Regions from separate parts of the Danio rerio genome. Here region 1 is linked to region 2. Evidence: chromatin contacts called from public HiCAR-type data. All regions are on one chromosome and are shown on one strand. The core of a region is the stretch at or near the end of the contact, and the rest is flanking DNA. Distances in the headings are between cores, read along the strand shown.

Evidence for each region. HiCAR-type assays count read pairs that join an accessible place to other places.
Region 1: a contact with region 2 is called in a HiCAR-type map of caudal fin, with 5 times the contacts expected there. The contact joins two enhancer-like sites. A contact is called at or near these places in 1 of 18 Hi-C or Micro-C datasets (caudal fin) and 1 of 4 datasets of contacts at active chromatin or transcription factors (caudal fin).

What each region holds. Positions count from the first base shown.
Region 1 is chr13:38,816,107-38,818,806 of GRCz12tu, forward strand. The region is part of intron 5 of jag1b (jagged canonical Notch ligand 1b); the gene reads left to right. Among named protein-coding and RNA genes, the nearest start is that of jag1b, 19 kb to the left of the region's middle. Within about 2 kb of position 1,330, at least 8 of the 62 cell types and tissues checked have an H3K27ac peak or open chromatin away from gene starts, as enhancers often do. A contact at or near this core is called in caudal fin, where this site is marked.
Region 2 is chr13:38,612,175-38,614,874 of GRCz12tu, forward strand. The region is part of intron 3 of LOC101882067; the gene reads right to left. Among named protein-coding and RNA genes, the nearest start is that of btbd3b, 110 kb to the left of the region's middle. Within about 2 kb of position 1,332, at least 6 of the 62 cell types and tissues checked have an H3K27ac peak or open chromatin away from gene starts, as enhancers often do. A contact at or near this core is called in caudal fin, where this site is marked.

The sequences.
Region 1 (2,700 bases), core at 80-2,579, 200 kb after region 2:
CCTTTAATTGGGTTTTAAAATGCACTGCTTGTTTTACTAATGATGTATGAATTTGGCCACAGTGGGAAGAGAAAGCGATGCATATCTATCTGCATGTGTGTGTGTGTGTGTGTGTGTTTGTGTGTAGTTATAGCTCCCAAGTGGATCATAAGTGCTGTTGTTCTCTTTTGTGACACTGATTCACATAAAAAATAAGTCGTAAACAAAATGGCTGTGGAATAAAATAACATGGTGGTTTTATTCTACTACTATTGTTTCTTTTTTCCCTCTAGAAAGCAAAATTAAGCAGTTTTTAGTCCAGCTATAGCTATCCAAAGCTGTTCCTAGAAAAGGAAAACCTATAGATGAGAATTACCGCAGATATTCGGTTCGTCATAAAGGAATGCATCATGTGTTGCTCATTTGTGTTGAGTGGGTCATTCAGTTAATGAAAATTGAATTTCTTGCAAAACAAACCAATCTTCTATTCGGTAGGGCAAGTCTTGGCAGGTTTTACGTTGAGATTTTTCCGCTTTGTTTCCATTGGTTCGTTAGTTATTTGCATGTTTTCGCTCAAACTCGGTCAACAGCTTGATGTTGTTATGAAGACCTTGCTTGTTTGGCTAATTCTCGCCATTGTACCATTTTTGAAAGCATTGGAGATCAAGGCTAGAACTCAATGTATACTAAAACCTCAGCTCTTTGTTACATTTGGCATGATTATATCCCATTACCTATTCATCTCTCAGTGAAAGCTTGCCAGAACACACAACCATCCAATTGTGCAACTGTTGTAACAAGAGCTCTTACTGTGCTAAATCGGAACCAGCGAGGCCTACAGGGTGAAAATGTTTCACAGCCATGCAGATTTAACGTCACATCTCTGCTTTAATATAATTTTAAGACCAAATGCGGTGTTTTTGTGAAGGTTTCTCATAGTGAAATCTTCTCGCACGTTCAAGAATAGTTGCCTTTAATCACAGAGAGAGGTTTCCTCAACCACCGTGTTTATTTTTACAGCTGAACTGCCGCCTCAGGCTAATTGTTTTCTTTTTTCCCTAGAGGCCGGTCTGTTTTCCTGTGGCTGAGCACTCAAGTGACTTACTATCTCCTTTTTTTTAAGATGCAGGTTATCGTTTTGGCTGTTTATTTACGGCCATCGTAAGGGGGAAGTGTAGCGGGGAGCTATCGCAGAGTCGTTTTGGAGATGGCTTTTAATTACAGGCTTGTAGATATTCTGCGGCTGACTCTTTTCTTTTTTTTTCTTTCCTGGGTACATGGGAACAGGAGTGAGAATGCAAAATAACCCGCCGTAAATACATTAGCCAATAGAGCAGTCTGCAAACACAATTCTTCCCCCCACCCAGACGGTCCGAGCAGTTTCGAGGCCAAGCCGCTCCGCTTTTATTGAGACAGAGTGTCCTGCCACAAGCTAATGTTAGTCTCTCTAAAAGACCCAGTGGAGTTTTAAAGCTGCTGTTTGTTGTTTGCATGGCTTGGCATTAAATAATCAGACAAGAAGTTGTCGGCGGTTCCCTTTTCCCCATTGGACTGGAGTGAACTTTTAAAACGGTTAACAAAAGGGTAACCTCTCAGTGTTGAAGATCCTGAATAACAGCCATTTCCTCAAAGTTTTGATTTGAGTACAATTATGGCACATTATGCTTCAGAATATCACTACACACTGTTTTTGTGTGGTGTTGCCATTATAGTAGAACATACTTCTACACCCTGAGGCCTTCTGACAAAATGAAAGAATTAAAAAAGAAAGCTCTCATAAAAGGGGTGTTGGTGTATGGCATTTAAACTTTTTTTGAGGGCAAACAAGAACATATTCTGCTGTTTGTTGAAATGACATGTTATTATATTACTATTGGAGAACTCACTGTGACATTGCTGATTTAATTGATTTTGTCCATGAACTTTCCACTGAAACGCAACGTACATTATTCAAAACAAAACATATGTTTGTGTATGTGTTTCTGAATGTTTCTAAAATATTCTCATTTACAACAAATCTTTTATGTCAACTGCCTATGTAAATTATTATGTTGTGGGTTGATTACATTATACAGGGTATCCATCTTAAAGTCTTAAAAAGTCTTAAATCTTAAAAGCTAAATTGTAGGCCTTCAAGTCTTAAATCTACTAAAATATTGGGTTGTAGGTCTAAAATCTTTTTTTTTTTTTTTTTAACAGGTCTTAATTTTACTATGTTCATGTATAGCTACCCAATCTGGCCATGAACACCCATACAATCACCAACAATCCCAATCTTAACAAAACTTTTTATTTAAAAATTGCATTTAATTTCCTTCATTACAGTAACATTTGTTTAAAAGTTCTCCATTTTTTTTACTGCTGAGGATACTGACCTGACCTATATTTTTATTATTAAATTATTATTATTGTATTATTAAATTATAATCAGTTTTTGATGGGTCAAGTGAAAATCTTTTCTAACTAGGAGACAGCATTTAGCCCTGTCAAAAGTCAAACATTTTATTCATAATGGTCTTAAAAAGTCTTAAATTTAACTTGGTGAACTCTGCAGAATCCCTGATATATGCCATTTTCTAAAATAAAATAAATAAAATAAGGGAAAAAAGGCTTTTTCGATTTGGTTTGGCACAACTCATTTATGGATGCTTTTCCACTGTTCTGTATCAAGTACCTGGTTTTTTACCATTTTTTAAGGACCACCTCAAACGAGTTTCCAAA
Region 2 (2,700 bases), core at 82-2,581:
AAACTTTGGGTTAACTTTTCAAAGTCAAAACAGAACCTGCATTTTTTATTTTTTTACATTTCCTTAATTGGGAATTGGGCTTAATTTACATTGCATTTACATTTACACTGTAATATCTTCCAAAATGTATTTTGTGATTCATGTTTTTTGCATCTATTTGTTTAATTTTTTATTCTTTAAAATTGCTTATGAGATCTACAAAAACTTGTGATTTTGAAAATTTTCAAAGACACTAATTACAAATGTAATAGTTTGATGTTATCTGTATTGGTGTTATAAATTACTCTACAAAAACCTGGTAATAAACTGCTAGAACATTTCCTAAAAACATATTTTATCAACCTAATTCTCTCTCTTATGTTTCTTATTAGATATATTGCTTCAAACTACTAATATATCAATAAAAGTCATCTTGTTAAACTGCACAGATAATTTTAAATATCCAAATTCCACAGAGCAAAGATTAAGGTCCTATAATATAATTCACAACCACAATTACATGGAGAAAAAACAGAGAATCGTGAAAAACCAGAACCTGTTAATTAATGGATTTTTAAAGTGTAGCATCATGTTCAACTACTTAACTGGAAAGGTTTACTTCTTTAAATTTGTAGGTACTAAAATAGACCCTTTTCATACATATGTGTACCGTGACAGCTTTTGTATAATTTTTCTGATAGTGTGCACAAGTCGGACGGACGGATGGACAGACAGACAAAAAATAGGTTATGATAGGATAGATAGATAGATAGATAGATAGATAGATAGATAGATAGATAGATAGATAGATAGATAGATAGATAGATAGATAGATAGATAGATAGATAGATAGATAGATAGATAGATAGATAGATAGATAGATAGATAGATAGATAGATAGATAGATAGATAGATAGATAGATAAATCCATGTTGCTGCTCAATCTCCATCAACTGCTTTCACAAAAATGCAAGTTAAATCTCTATTAAGGAAACATGGCATTTGTCATACTGCTGCTATCAGTCAGAAACCCACAGTTTACAAAAAAGATGAGTGTGTTACTTTAAGGTTGCAGTAGGTCTTACATGTTTAATGGGGTTGAGCACCTTTTAACAAACGTTAAGCTAAAGCTTGACTACTTTTTCCTTTCATTTCATTTTCAGCTTCCAAATTCCAGAGGACACATTCACATGCCGGATTATTAACCATACTTGAGTCTTAGTTCAGGGAAACCTGGTGCAAACACCTCTTACCGTGTCTGTCAAAGTCAACAGCAGTATACTTAGATTTACTTTTTCACAATTTTAATCTGTATCAGTGATTGGTAGGAATGTGGAGGATTCCCTGTGGTTGCCACAGAGTGTCAGTAGCGTGCAAATGTTCTGCTATCAGAGACGAAGGAAGGAGAGGGAGAGGCCAGATTTGCAACTTGGCATTCCACAATTTTTTTTTTTTTTTTGAGGGGGGGTCATGTTACTAAAGAACCGCACAAATGCTTTTCATTTACCGCTCAGCAAAACATATATGGCATGATACCTTGATCAAATATTTGTAGGAATACCAATTTTCCCCTTAATTTCTTTTTACACGATATTCAAACATTAAGAACAGCTGCAACACAACACAAAGTCTTTTGCCAGGAGCTCTTACTTTAGATGCTTCAAACTAATTTCTCTCGTGATGAGCTAGTGCAACACACTGTGCACTGGAATAGCGTTAATCATTTTCAAGTAAGTGGCTATACATCTTACATAATGAGATTCTCTTGGGCACTGGTCCTAAATACATGCAATAAATACATTCTTCATGGCAAATGAGGAGAGGGTTACTATCCCCCTTCTGCTATTTCCCAACTTTTCTCTTTCGAAGCATGTTTTCTTTTGGTTTTGACTGTACTCGCCACCACAGAGAGAGAGAGAGGGAGAGAGAGAGAGAGGTAGATCCGGAGAGAGGGCCCAGACTCACAGCCAAGAATAACAGAGTTTGAGCACTGTCAGAAAGGGCTCCTCGCTAAAGAAAGCTGCAGCACGGTTTTTAACACTCTCCAACATATTGAACATTTCCTGTGTTGCTCGTGTTTCCAGGGGCCGCTCTTCTGTTCACTGTCATCTCTACAGCCACGCCCACTTTATGCTTAGCCAATCTAATTGGTTGCGACTTAGCTGAATATATGAAGTCAGGTTTTTTCACCACCGTCCCAAGCCTTCAAACTGTAAGCAACGGATCCTTCAATTGACTTTGTTCCAAGGCTGAGTAACAACCATCTGGATGGGAATAAATGATCACCAGTTCACATTAGGAATAATTAATTGGTGATTATACATAATATTAGCTCAAGACAGATGGTGCACAAGAGAATCAAACGACAATATGCTAATACTAACATGGATTTATTTGTAAAAAATCCCTGTGTTGTTGTGCATGTGCAATAATTATGAACAAGGAATAGGTGTTGAAATAACATAAATAATCAAAGTAATCACCCAGCAATATATAAAATGTTTCATATCATCCACCTCTTAATATCGTCTATTTTTATCCTGATGCATGCAAAATACTTTCATAGAGAAAAATTCATTCATCCATTCTCTTTCGGCTTAGTCCCATACTTATCAGGGCAGAATGAACCACCAACTATTCCAGCATATATTTTATGCAGTCGATGCACTTCTAGCCACAACTCAGTACAAGGAAACACTCATACACTCTCAGATTTGCACA